2 separate regions of the Zea mays genome follow, and region 2 is linked to region 1. The links are chromatin contacts, called in public Hi-C maps. All regions are on one chromosome and are shown on one strand. The core of a region is the stretch at or near the end of the contact, and the rest is flanking DNA. Distances in the headings are between cores, read along the strand shown.

Evidence for each region. A called contact is a pair of places that touch in the nucleus more often than the background predicts.
Region 2: a contact with region 1 is called in a Hi-C map of leaf, with 6 times the contacts expected there. The contact joins the enhancer-like site here to the promoter of LOC100281055 in region 1. A contact is called at or near these places in 11 of 25 Hi-C or Micro-C datasets (bundle sheath, ear, leaf and 3 more) and 1 of 3 datasets of contacts at active chromatin or transcription factors (seedling).

What each region holds. Positions count from the first base shown.
Region 1 is chr1:23,819,215-23,826,590 of Zm-B73-REFERENCE-NAM-5.0, reverse strand. It overlaps LOC100281055 (sorbitol transporter), which reads left to right and starts at 3,907. Exons shown (of 2, transcript NM_001153974.1): 1 at 3,907-4,115; 2 at 4,209-5,727. The coding sequence starts at 3,974. The coding sequence ends at 5,644. It overlaps LOC100192688 (COP9 signalosome complex subunit 4), which reads right to left. Exons shown (of 14, transcript NM_001137893.1): 12 at 7,132-7,191; 13 at 6,939-6,998; 14 at 6,432-6,748. The coding sequence ends at 6,674.
Region 2 is chr1:23,917,977-23,925,352 of Zm-B73-REFERENCE-NAM-5.0, reverse strand. No RefSeq gene overlaps it. Among protein-coding and RNA genes, the nearest start is that of LOC103644503, 86 kb to the left of the region's middle. Within about 2 kb of position 3,057, at least 10 of the 20 cell types and tissues checked have an H3K27ac peak or open chromatin away from gene starts, as enhancers often do. A contact at or near this core is called in bundle sheath, leaf and leaf mesophyll, where this site is marked.

The DNA of each region.
Region 1 (7,376 bases), core at 2,658-5,157:
GGCACTGACGTCCACTCGGATTACCCGCTTGCAGCTCACCGGAGACACCATGTTCGGCGCCCATCGAGGGCAACATGGCACTTTCCCCCCCCCTCCTCCTTGTGGAAAGGCGACGCAGGGGCGTATGTAAAAAAAGCCGAGTCTGTCCCTGATCGCCCTCTCGCCCTGTGCAGAGGCTCGGGGGCTGCTCTCGCAAACCCGGCTCCGGCCGAACCATTGACAGCGTCAACATACCAGCCCGAGCACTTGGGCCCCGACCGTACACCCGGGCTACGGCCAGTTCGCATGAGGGAACAACCAGACCAGCCGAAGCATTACGCAAGGCATTAAGACCTCGAAGGAGTGAAACCACTCCTCCGAGGCCTCGGGGGCTACGCCCGGCGGGTGCGCTCGCGCGCACCCACCGGAACAAAATGCAACCGAGAAAGGCTGGTCCCCTTGCAAAAAAAGTGCGACGAAAGCCTCCAAGCGAGTGCTAACACTCCCTTCGAGGCTCGGGGGCTACTGTCGGGGACCATAATTAGGGGTACCCTCAAGACTCCTAATTCTCAGCTGGTAACCCCCATCAGCATGAAGCTGCAAAGGCCTGATGGGTGCGATTAAGTCAGGGATCAGTCCATTCGAGCGACTCGATCACGCCTCGCCCGAGCCTAGCCTCGGACAAGGGCAGCCGACCCCGGAGGATTTCCGTCTCGCCCGAGGCCCCCCTCCAACGGCGGACACATCTCCGGCTCGCCCGAGGCCCTGCCTTCGCTAAGAAGCAACCCTGACTAAGTCGCCGCACCGACCGACCGAATCGCAGGAGCATTTAACGCAAAGGTGGCCTGACACCTTTATCCTGACGCACGCCCCCCGGCAGAGCCGAAGTGACCGCCGTCACTTCACCGCTCCACTGACCGGCCTGACAGAAGGACAGCGCCGCCTGCGCTACTCCGACCGCAGTGCCACTTGACAGAGTGAGACTGACAGGCAGTCAGGCCCTACCAAAGACACCATAGGAAACTCCGCTCCGCCCGACCCAGGGCTCGGACTCGGGCTAAGACCCGGAAGACGGCGAACTCCGCTACGCCCGACCCAGGGCTCGGACTCGGGCTAAGTCCCGGAAGACGGCGAACTCCGCTCCGCCCGACCCAGGGCTCGGACTCGGGCTAAGTCCCGGAAGACGGCGAACTCCGCTCCGCCCGACCCAGGGCTCGGACTCGGGCTCAGCCCCAGAAGACGACGAACTTCGCTCCGCCCGACCCCAGGGCTCGGACTCCGCCCTGGCCTCTGCCGACGACCTCCGCCTCGCCCGACCCAGGGGCTCGGACTCGGCCTCGGCCATGGAAGACAGACTCGACCTCGGCTTCGGAGGAGCCTCCACGTCGCCCAACCTAGGGCGCAGGCCAGCCACGTCAACAGGAAGCGCCATCATCACCCTACCCCGAGCTGACTCGGGCCGCAGAGAACAAGACCGGTGTCCCATCTGGCTAGCTCCGCCAGATAGGCAATGATGGCGCCCCGCATGCTCTGTGACGACGGCGGCTCTCAGCTCTCTTACGGAAGCAGGAGGACGTCAGCAAGGACCCAGCCGCTCCGACAGCTGTCCCTCCGCCAGGCTCCATCGCTCCTCCGACGGCCACGACATCACACCAGCTGGGTGCCAAAATCTCTCCGGCTGCCACATCGGCATGTACTTAGGGCACTAGCTCTCCCCCGCTAGACACGTAGCACTCTGCTACACCCCCCCATTGTACACCTGGATCCTCTCCTTATGCCTATAAAAGGAAGGACCAGGGCCCTCTTAGGGAAGGTTGGCCGCGCGGGGACGAGGACGGGACAGGCGCTCTCTTGGGGCCGCTCGCTTCCCTCTCCCGCGTGGACGCTTGTAACCCCCTACTGCAAGCGCACCCGACCTGGGCGCGGGACGAACACGAAGGCCGCGGGATTCCCACCTCTCTCACGCCGGTCTCCGGCCGCCTCGCTCCTTCCCCCCTTCGCGCTCGCCCACGCGCTCGACCCATCTGGGCTGGGGCACGCGGCACTCACTCGTCGGCCCGAGGGACCCCCGGTCTCGAAACGCCGACAATAATATAAAAATGATGTCGTTTACTTATAATTTATTTGTCTTTAATGATTCATATCTCGTATTGTTTTATATAATTTCTGAGAGTTCAATTACGAAGATTCATCCTTCGTAATTGTTCCGTTTTTAACCTTCGTCCGAAGTTCATTAAATCCTTGAGGAAATAATGCTTCAGCGGGTGAAGGGCATTAACATTTAACATTTTATGTTGCCTTGTTCTTAATTCATAGCATTTGAGAACAAGTCCCCAACACCTAGCAAGCTAACCTTAAGGATGAGCACATCAAGCTTGAGCTAAACTAGGAGGAGATAGAGCGCAAACAAGCAAGTATCACACACACATGAACATAGTGTCCATTATGACATCAACAATAATGTTAGGTGTTGGCTGATGTGAAATGTGACTAACAAGGATAAAACTAGTTTTATGGACTAAGTTTAGGGAGAAAATAAGGTACGAAAACTTGGTTTAGGGACTAAGTTTGGGAGGAACTGAGGTGCTACCGGTCAAAGTTGTTATGCAGGACGTTTGAACCAGCCATCGATGCATTTGACAGTTACATGCAATTGAGACATGCTTGATGTGTCTAAAAGAAAAAAGGCTCCCAGTTGGCTGGCTCAGCTAGTAGCCAGGTGGCCAAGCCGGCCTAGTCGTCTAGGGCTGGCAACCTGTTCGGCCAAGCGGCTCACTCGTACATGGAGGTGGTTGGCTAAGCTAGCTAGGGGCGGGCGACATGGGTTGGTCGACCCAGTGGTGGGAGCTTGGTGTTGGGTAGTTGCCCTGTGGGCCTAGCGGGCTAGTGTGAATAAGCAATACCAGGGCGCTCAGCCCACTCGGAGTTGCAGCCTAGGTGGGGCTTGCGGCCCATGGCGAGAGGCTAGCTGGGCTAAATTGAACTTTATTCTCCTTATAAATAGGAGATGTTTTTCATTTTTGAGATAGCAGATTAGAGAGCAATAAATTAGATCTAATAGATTAGATTAATATAGAGATTATGGAGATTTCGAGAGAAAAACTTTTGGTGCTTTTGTAGAGCATTTTGTACATACAATTTTGATGATTAAGGTAATGTTCATCCAAGATTAGTGTCGTAATCTTGTTCCTCTCTCTCTCTTCATTATTTGCATGTGTTTATTTCTAGATTGATCTAATAATTTCAGTTGTTACTATTGATTTGAATCATCTAGATCATTGCTAAGGCATCAAGTTAGTAACATGCAAACTTTATATAATTAATCTTTTATGGTTCTTAGTTTATCACGAAATTAGGGTTTGATTGGTTTTTGTCATTCTCTGTCACAACTCATTCTCAATCACAACGATCTTGTTTCGTTAATATGCCTAGATCCGAAAGTCCGATCAATGTCATTCAGTTAGGTTAGTTGTATAATTTTGTCTAATTTAATTTGTTAAAACATTAAGTCGATCGAAGTTATGTATTTTGATCAGTTGAATTAAATTGGTTTTAAGATTAGGAGGAGGTGCTATGATTATTTTTAATTTTCCACAATTATTCGCCTTTTATTGTCTATCATTGTGCTTTACCATCTTAGAAATTTCAGTCCCACTTGTTTGGTCTTTTGCCACGGTTGGTGGTCAAACAAAACTGTCGTTTTACATCCTTGACCGCTACAGCTCCGTACTCTTTCAGTCACCTTCTGCCCCTTGCACAAAGGACGGCACAGGAAGAATAATCCTAAACCACAAATCAGTACCACTGCTGTTTTGAAGTGTTTGATCGTCACGGCATTTTTCTACTCAAGAATGGCGACATCAGCATTCTTTCAAACGAAGACCGGCCGGCCATAAGTGTGTGAGAAGAGACAGTGGCACTGGACACAGCAAGTAGTGTCGAACGAGAGCCACATCCCGCTCTCCACCCGGGCGCGCGTGTCCTCCGTTTCGCCATGTCCAACTCCAAGCAGCACGACGCCGCCGACGACGGCGGCATCCCAGCCCCCGAGGCGCCGGCAAAGCGCCCACCGCTTAACAAGTACGCCCTCGCCTGCGCCGTCCTCGCTTCCATGAACTCCATCCTCCTCGGCTACGGTACGCGCACGCATGATGCATACAATTCCATGCACCCGTTGGCCGTTGCCATATGCAGCACGCGTACGTGCGCCTCATGCTATTTGTATGCAGATGTGTCGGTGATGAGCGGAGCGCAGCTATTCATGAAGCAGGACCTCAAGATCACGGACACGCAGATCGAGATCCTCGCCGGCATCATCAATATCTACTCGCTCGTCGGCTCGCTCGCGGCGGGCCGGACGTCCGACTGGCTCGGCCGGCGGTACACCATGGTGCTCGCGGCGGCCATCTTCTTCGCGGGCGCGCTCATCATGGGCCTCGCCCCGAGCTACACGATCCTCATGCTTGGCCGCTTCGTGGCGGGCGTCGGCGTCGGATACGCGCTCATGATCGCACCCGTGTACACGGCCGAGGTCTCGCCCACGTCGGCGCGCGGCCTGCTCACGTCCTTCCCGGAGGTGTTCATCAACACGGGGGTGCTCCTCGGGTATGTCTCCAACTACGCCTTCCACGGCCTCCCCGTGCACCTCAGCTGGCGCGTCATGTTCCTCGTCGGCGCCGTCCCGCCTATCTTCCTCGCACTGGGGGTCCTCGCCATGCCGGAGTCGCCGCGGTGGCTCGTCATGCAGGGGCGCATCGGCGACGCGCGCCGCGTGCTGGCCAAGACCTCCAACTCCCCCGCCGAGGCCGAGGAGCGGCTCGCCGACATCAAGAATGCCATCGGCATCCCAGACGGCGTCGGCGACAACGACGACGACGTGGTGGTGGTCGCCCGCAGGAACAAGGGCAGCCATGGCGAAGGGGTGTGGAGGGACCTCCTCATCCGCCCGACGCCGCCCGTCCGCCGCATACTCATCGCCTGCCTCGGCCTCCAGTTCTTCCAGCAGGCCTCCGGCATCGACTCCGTGGTGCTGTACAGCCCGCGGGTGTTCGAGAAGGCTGGGCTTAGGTCGAACAACAACTCTTTGGGCGCCACCATGGCGGTGGGCGCGACCAAGACGCTGTTCATCCTGGTGGCCACGTTCTTCCTCGACCGCGTCGGGCGGAGACCGCTGCTGCTCACAAGCGCGGGCGGGATGGTGGTGTCGCTGGTGACGCTGGCCTCGGCGTTGCGCGCCATCGACCGGCTCCCAGAGGGACAGGCGACGTCGCTGGCGGGCGTGAGCATCGCGGCGGTTCTCACGTTCGTGGCGTCCTTCTCCATCGGCATGGGCCCGATCGCGTGGGTGTACAGCTCAGAGATATTCCCACTGCGGCTCCGCGCGCAGGGCTGCGCACTCGGCACGGCGATGAACCGGGTCATGAGCGGCACCATCACCATGTCCTTCATCTCGCTCTACAAGGCCATCACCTTCGCCGGGAGCTTCTACTTGTATGCAGGCATTGCTGCTGCCGGGTGGCTGTTCATGTTCTTCTTCCTGCCGGAGACGAGGGGCAGCAACCTAGAGGACACCGAGAAGCTCTTCGGCGGTGGCGACCACGACGAGGACAAGGAAGATGGACACGATGCGCAGAAGTCCACTGAGTTGAGTAGTAGCCAACAGTGACCTGATCTGTATCTGATAGTATGTACGCTAGTAAAAAACACAGACTGTTTTTTTTTTACTTAGATTACTGCACCTTTAAAGCACGAGTTTCTTTGTGTGTTGCCCCGCGCCCATCCGTCTACCGCGCGCAGCGCCAGCGAATTCCCCCGGCCCGGCTCGGTTTGAGACGATCAGCTATTCAGCACTACGGCACACATCCTTTTGTGTTAGGTGACATATTGTAAATATATACTAATATTGAAAATTAAAGAAATATAAATGTGATTAAATAAATATCTCATTTAAAAAAGTCTACATATATAATATATAGGAACTGTAGCAATGTATAGACAACTAGCTAGTAAAGTTATTATAAATGTCTCACTATTAACGACGAAGAGTATCAGTAGTAACTCATGCCACTGAACTGTTGGGTTTAGGGTGGGTGCACAAATAAAAAGGGGACCCTGTACAGATTGCCTTGCGAAACAACCACCACTCGTACAAAGGACTTGACAGTCTTGCGCGTGTCGTTCGCTTAACTGTGCTACAGATGAGTTTAGATGCCTTTGAACAAAATGAACTACGAATAAGACCCGATCAGCAGTTTCCACCTACTACTTGCTAGCATAGTATGCTCTATGCTGCTCTTGCCTTGAGCAGTTTTCAGTTATACTACTAGTACTTGCTGGCATAGTATCCCGCCGGTTTAGGCCTTGTTCCCTTAATTCTATGTTCGGTAATTCCTATGCCTCAGGGATTGAAAAAGTTTGGAAAAATTATAAAGAATTTTGACTTGCTATGGATTGAAACTCAGCCAATCCACATATGGATTCTGATGAAACCGAAAGCCCTTACTGAATCATTCGAGCGCTCTTGAAACAGTAGTGCTACAAGGTATCCAGTGAGCGTTACTTAAACAAGCATCCTCCCCCCAAAATCACAAGATACACATTTGCAGCTGCAAACTATACAAAATGTTGATTCTGGATTCCGGGGCATGGAAGCAGTTCTGCCATGCACCATCGACCGACAGCATGAGATATTTATTCACACCGGAATAGTTATTCCCTTGCTTGACATGCTGTCAAGGATGTCGTTCAGGGCTTGGCACAGTCCAGCAATCTGCAAGTATCAAGCAAGTACAACCGATCAGGGCGATTAATTAATTTTCTTGAAAATAATAATTGGCATAGGTGTCAGATCGCAGGAGGTTGAGACAAACATGAGGCTTCTGTGCTACAGGTGAGTGCGGATTTGTCTACGTGCATTGCCTTTCCAATTTCCATGACATGAAACGCTTTGTGGTACTAACCTGCTGATCCCATTGCTGCAGCTCTTCCGTGTCATCATCAAAATGTATCACAGCCTCAACCTAGGAACCAACAGAAAATATTCGGGTGGACATGGTTCCAGTCACTATCAACTTACAAAGGCAAATCTACAGCAGAAATTTTTATGCTTTAACATCATATAGATTATTTCAAGAAAATAACTTGTTTAAGCACCTGATCAATTGAGCCCCGCATTCTATCCTCATAAATCATCCGAGATGCTATCTTCTCAGCCTGTCAAATATCCAAATATAGGGAACTACAATCAAGTTTAGAAAATCGCAAAACTTAATGAAACCAGAATTCTATCTGTAGTCAGGTCTCATCTACAACACAGCTTTTAGGTGCTGTAATGTAAATATAATGTTTAAATAAAATATGAGCACAAATAATTAACGTAAGCAAGCAAACATGTAATT
Region 2 (7,376 bases), core at 1,808-4,307, 100 kb before region 1:
TGACCAGATAATATTAACTGTTATGTTCCCACCCATGCAAACTCCGTTTGGTTAAATTGATGGGAACCTAATAGGTTACCTAACTTTGTTTCTCTATATCTTGAGTATACTTGGAATATTGGTTATTGGGTAGACTTGTTATTGCTCTACTTGGTTATGGGTTAATAGTTAAACATGAATCATTGATCAAGATTTATTATTGATGAGTTATTTATTATGCATGTTAAGATTATTTTGTTTAATTGGAACATAAAGAACCACTCGGGAAAACAGTGTTACCACAAGACTATTGTGGTTCTAGTCTTGGCTAATTAATTAGAGAAGCTAGTGTGTAAGAATCTTAAACGAAAGGGACAAGCGGGGAGGAGTTGCACAAGTATAGGGTTGGTTGGAATTGCTACAATGGTGTTTCAAACTGTGGAAAAGACCTATACCCCCTCTACCTAAAACCATAGCGGGTTTTCTCATACTAGTAAAACTTTGTAAAGGCCTGGTAGTGGATCCCTAGCCATTCACTTTAGAAGTGTCTAAGGGCCTTGCAAACGCAGAATATAATGGATACACGACTTGTGGGTAAAGATGTGCGAGCTCTGTAGAGTGTAAAACTAATATACCAGTCATGCTCATGGTTACGAGCAGCTCGGACACTCACATGAGTTAATTATGAAATTATATTAAACAGAATATGCATTGCATTTTGGGTATTTCATTTATAATTAGTTATTTAATTGGGATGATATTTACTTAATTAAAAGTTAGTGCTCAACATCAGTCATATTCCTACACACTTGTTGAACGATGACCGTAAGAGAGCTCACACTTCATATGATTAATGCCTAGGTCAAGAACATGTACCACCGGAGGAGGATTACTAGGATGAGTTCGATGAGATCTAGGTCGTCATCTCTCATTCAACCGCATCTATGGAGAAGTTACCTTATCTCAGTTTATTATATTTAGTTGTTATTGTAAAGACATTTCATTATGTAATAAAGATTATGATATTGGTTTTGAAACGCTGAGTCATCATATGTGTGAAACTTGATCCTAACACACATATGACCTTTATCTAGATTTGTCCTTAAATCAGGATGTGACAGAAGTTGTATCAGAGCCATATTGACTGTAGGATGTATCCTAGATAGATCTGGTCAAATCTTTGCCTAGTTACCTTTATGACTTTAATATTTTCTATATTTTCCTTGATCTATTCTCAACTTTTAATGCTTATCTCCTAAGTTTTTTATATTTTCACTCCTAAAGACAAAATGAATTTCACGCTTGGGATCTTGCATTTAAGATTTTCCTAAGAAATATAAGTCCTAACTCCTAATTCTAGGAATCGTAAACTATAGGAAAAACTCTTTTTTATATAAATTGATGTGCTTGAATATTTGTTCTTATGATAAATGCTTGATTGGCCTCTTTGTTTGAGTGCGATGTGTTGTAGAGTTATGCCACAATAACATCTTTATTAATATGTGCATACATATATATAAATAAATAGATTAGAATCTAAATCAACCTCAAACTAATTCGATGTTAGTACCCCTTTCCTAATCTAATTACCCACAACCTAGAGGAGCAACCAAGATCTGATCTGATCTAGTCTGATCTAATCTAATCCGAATCTCTTATCTCATCTGATTTATTTTCTTGCACCTATCTAAAAGTTAGAAGTATTTAACTCGGATTAATTAATACTGAAAAATAGGTTAGTTAGATAATTTGGATTCTACTCCCAGAAATTATTTTCTCACATGATTCACTCGAAAGTTCCCAGCCTTCTCTCATATTGCCTATTAGATAGTTAAGGTTAGCATACTCTAGCTTTCCTAGTCACCTGCTAATTAGTATGAAAGACAAAACATAGACTTTTGGTATTGGAAACAATTGGGAATTAGTACCTAAACTACAAAACAAAAGTCTCTACATCCCTTCTCTGCTCTACCCTAATCTCAAGGATGATATTCTTTTTAGGGGTAGAATTTGTAGCACCCCAAAATCCTATTTTTGGTGATTTAGAAATATTCTCTAAAATATTTGGATTAAAATATCTTTCAATAAGGAATTTCTTACCCTTGAGCTTATCTTCCTAAAATAAATAAATGGTACTATTAGATTCTGGTGGTACAAAATTTAGATTTGAATTTTGATGCTAGAATTCTAATTTGAATAGGTGGGGCTATTCGCCAGTGGCTTATCCGCGTCTGCCTGTCCTAACTTCTCTCGCAAGTGGGACCTAATCACCTAAACACCACATTCTTCTTCTCCACGAAGTTGACCACTGGGATTGTTGAAATCCATGTGAGTTTGTTGAGATTCTGTTGGATCGGTCGTTACAATCCTATGCCCTATATCGCGCTTACAGAAGCCACCACAGACTCGGCTTAAGGCTAGGTGCTTAGTGCAATCATCGCCGCCATGAAAAACAGGGGAAAACCAAGCCGCCGCACCCGGAGTTCATCCACACCAGCTCTCAACCTCGGGGGTTTTGCTAAGGGAGCTTCGTTGGGACGCACAGAAGGAGATTGTGCCCTCGCTGGGGAAGTCTGGAGATTCCTCGTTGACGTTGAGGGAAGCCGCGGAGTTACTGCACAACGTGTCTAGCATCATCCATGTCTCAATCTTCGGTAAGAATCTGCACCATTAGTTTGTTGTATGCCTAGGGTCATTTAGCATGTAGCCACACGATCGTTTGGACACCAGAATTTGTGGGCGAGTTTCGTCGACGATGGCGCCGCCGCGGGAGCAGAATGCGTCATGATCAGAGCTTTGGGTGAGCTGATTCAGGAAATGTGGGCGGCTATCACATTCACGGTGGTCGGGCCTCCGTTTACATCGGTCGGGGGGCATGATTCGATTATTGATTCGTCGATTTGTGTGTGCCAACGAGTTCTCTGGGTGGAGCCCTGTTCTGCCGCCAGGGCACAGTGACGAGAGCTAGAAGATGACTGTGGGCTGTCAAATCCTGGGTAGATGGCATGGATTAGATCGCATCTAATTAAAATTGGGTCGTTGATCACAGATCCTGCGACCAACATGGCATACTGGTTTGGGCGAAGGGAGCTTCTAGTCCTGTCCGTTGATCACAGATCTAACGACAAGGGTTGGCACACAGTTATAACAGCGAGTACCTTTTACTAAAAAGACCCTAGGAAATATAGAAAAGAACATGCCTTTCCATGTCTATAGAGAAGACTTACACTGAGGTCCCTCATTTTATAGATTAGTGAAAGAGAAATGTGCCCTTGGGCCATTTCTATATTATTTTGGTGATTAGATGCACAACACACTATGTGAAAACTAACATAATATTGAGCAAAGGTATATCTAGATGGATCAAATATGAAGGTAAGTTATAGAAACTTAGTCATTTGTTTTATGTGCTAAACATGCTTGTCTAAGTGCCAGGAACTCAATTAAGTCAAGTCCAAAGGGAGCAAAAGGAGTTAAGCTGAAACAGCCAGACATGCACCAGCTACAGGTGCACCGTACACTGTCCGGTGTGCACTAGACACTGGTGCCCAGGCTGGCGCATCGACGAACTCGCTACTCTCGGGAATCGCTGGGGATGCTGCGGCTAAAATTTACTGGACTGTCCGGTGTGCACCGGACTGTACGGTGAGCTAACAACGTCCGCGCCAACGGTCGGCAGCATGATCAGCGCGCAATCAACGGGCGACGCGTGGCCAGAGCCAATAGTCACCAGGCCACACCGAACTGTCCGGTGTGCACCGGACACTGTTCGGTGTGCCAAGGGGACCATGGCTGCAACGGTCGGCTTCGCCAAACAAGGAAAGAAATCGTGCACTGTTCATGTTCGGTGGTGCACCAGACTGTCCGATGTACCCACGAATAGAAGGCAAGAATTGCCTAACAAATGGAGCTCCAACGGCTCCTAGCTACCTTGGGGCTATAAAAAGAACCCCTAGGTGCATGGAGCAGTACACCAAGCCTCCATTGAACATCTTAAGACGCCTAGACTCCGCAAACACGCATCTGATTCATTGTGTTTGAGATTTGAGCACTTGTTTGAGATATGAACTCACTGCGATGTGTTTTTATTCTTGACTTGTGTGCGTGGTGTTGCTGCGACTGTAGCGCTTGCGTGTGTTCCTATTCCCTCCCTTACTCTTGTGGTTTTATTGTGATCAATATTGTAAGGGTGAGAGGCTCCAACTTGCGGAGATTCCTCACAAAGGGAAACATCTGCTATAAGAAAGAAAATTGTGGTACTCAAGGTTGATCATTGGATCACTTGAGAGGGATTGAGTGCAATCCTTGACCAAAGGAGGTCACCACAATGTGGAGTAGGCACTGGCTGAACCATGGGATAAAATCACCGTGTCTCTTGTGCCACTTTTCATTGTGACTGATTTCTTTCTTAGAGTTCTCACTTAATCACTTGTCCTATTGTTCCTAAGTTCAATACACATTCTAAAGGAACAATCAAGTGAAGGGTTCTCTCTATATTCATAGCACCTTGGTTTTGACCTCACTAAAATTTCATAAACCAAGTTTGTGTTGTTTAAGTGTTGAATTTTACAGGATCACCTATTTACCCTCCCCCCTCTAGGTGCTCTCAATTAGCCCTGGTAGTAATTTTAATATAAGATTTTGAAAGGGAAATGTGCCCTTGGGCCATTTTTAGTATAGTTTTGGTGATTAAGTGCCCAACACGTATTGAGCGAGTAATCTTGTGCCAAATGATTGATGAAGTGCAAATCAACAAGAAGGTATGATTCTAGACTTAGTACATTGGTTTTTGTACTAACCTATTTGTCTAAGTGCTGGAATCAGAGAAAAGAGAAGAAGAAAATATCTTGGCTGAAACAGCCAAGACTCAGCGCAGTCTGGCACACCGGACTGTCCGGTGGTGCACCGGACAGTGTCCGGTGCGCCAGGCCAGCCTCCGGTGAACAGGCTACTCTCGAGAACTGACGGCGTTGTACGACTATAATTCACCGGACTGTCCGGTGGTGCACCGGACTGTCCGGTGAGCCGTCTGCGGCGAAGTCGTCGCTCTCGGGAATCGTTCAACGGCGTACGGCTAAAATTCACCGGACGGTCCGGTGAGGCACCGGACTGTCCGGTGAGCCAACGGTCGACTGCGCCAACAGTCGGCCGCGCAATCCGCGCGTGACACGTGGCCGCGCCAACGGTCGGCAGGGGGCACCGGACTGTCCGGTGTGCACCGGACAGTATCCGGTGCGCCAACGGCTCCATTTCTGCAACGGTCGACTGTTCTATTTTTGGAAGGCAATATGCACCGGACTATGAACAGTGCTTGTCCGGTGGTGCACCGGACTGTCCGATGCACCACCCAACAAAAGGCAAGAATTGCTTTTCTAGATTGCTTCCAACGGCTCCTATCTGCCTTGGGGCTATAAAAGGGACCCCTTGGCGCATGAAGGAGTACACCAAGCATTCTTTGATCATCCCCAAGCACCAAGACTCTATTCTCGCGCATTTGATTCTTTGTAATAAGTGACTTGAGCTCTAGTTGAGTAGTGAACTCCCTGCATCGTGTTGTGAGCTCAAGTTGTGGTTTGTGTGCGTGATTGTGCTCGTTCTTTGAGTCTTGTGTGTGTTGCTCTTCCCTCCCTTACTTCCGTGCTTCTTTGTGATCATCATTTATAAGGGCGAGAGGCTCCAAGTTGTGGAGATTCCTCGCGAACAGGAAATAGTGAAAGAAAGGAAAACACCGTGGTATTCAAGTTAATCATTGGATCACTTGAAAGGGGTTGAGTGCGACCCTCGTCCATTGGGACGCAACAACGTGGAGTAGACAAGTGTGATACTTGGCCGAACCACGGGATAAATCTCCGTGTCTCTTGTGCTTGCCTTCTTCATGACCACTGGGTTTCACAAGAGCTCGATCCTTAGCCACTTGACTCTATTGCACTAACACCTAATCAAGTTTTGTGGCTTCAAGTATTTGATTTTTACAGGATCACCTATTCACCCCCCTAGGTGCTCTCAGATTTATATTTAAAATATCCCTAAAACTTATTTAATCTATAACTTTTAGATCTTAATTTTGATTTTAGTGGTTCTCGAACCTACAACTTGTCTTGACACGTAGATTTGTATTACACAACTGTTTTTCATGTTTAGTGTAATGTTATTTTTATTTATTATTTGTCTATTTGTATGCTTTGCTGCAAATAAAAGAGCGAGGTTACGAGGAACCTGACCCAACCTTGGGAAAGTATCTGAGGAGTTGGAGTTGCACCAAAAAGATAAGTGTGTCCTTGATCATGTTGCTTTGACCTAATAATATTTATTGTTATGTTCTCACATATGCATGCCCTATTAGGTTAAATTGATGGGAACCTAATAGAGTACCTAGCTTTGTTTCCCTATACCTTATTTATAACTTGAATATTGATTATTTGGTATACTTGCTATTGCTCTACTTAGTTAATTGTTAAACATGCAATATTGATCATGATTTATTATTGTTGAGTTATTTATTATGCATGATAAGATTATTTTTAATTGGAATATGAAGAACCATTCGAGAAAACAATGCTACCATAAGACTATTATGCTTTGGTCTTTGATAATTAATTATGGAAGATAGTGTGTGAGAATCTTGCCCAAAAGGGACAAACGAGGAGTTGTGCAAACATAGTGTTGGCTAGAATTACTGTGATGGCGTTTTAGACAGTGAAAAATACTTATGCCCCCTTTGCGTGAAACCATAACGGGTTTTCTCGTCCTGGTGAAACTTTGTAAAGGCCTTTTAGTAGATCACTAGCCATTTACCCTGGAAGTGTTTAAAGGCCTTGCAAACCCAGCATAGAAGAGATAGACGACTTATAGGTAAAGATTGTCGACATCCGCAGAGTGTAAAACCAATATATCAGCCTTGCTCATGGTTATGACCGACTCGGAAACTCACATGAGTAAATTATGGAATTAAATTAAATTGAACATCCATTGTATTGTGGATATTTTATTTATGATCATTTGTTTAATTAGGATGATATTTACTTATACTTAGTAATTGCTAATTAAATTTTGACCAACCTAATTAAAAGCTAATGTTTAGCCTCAGACATATTTCTTACTAAGTCTTACACTACACTTATTGCTACAAACTTGCTCAGCGATAACCGTAAAAGAGCTTACAATTGTTGTAATTAACGCCCTGGTCAAGAACAGATACCGTCGGAGAAGAATTACTATGATGAGTTTAATAAAATCTGGGATGTCGTCCCTCTGTTCAACCGTTCCTATAGAGAAGTTATCTTACCTCCATTTATTATATTTAGTTATTTTTATAAAGATATTTTATTATGTAATAAAGATTTTGATATTTTTTTATACACAGAATCGTTATACATGTGAAACTTGATTTTGACGTA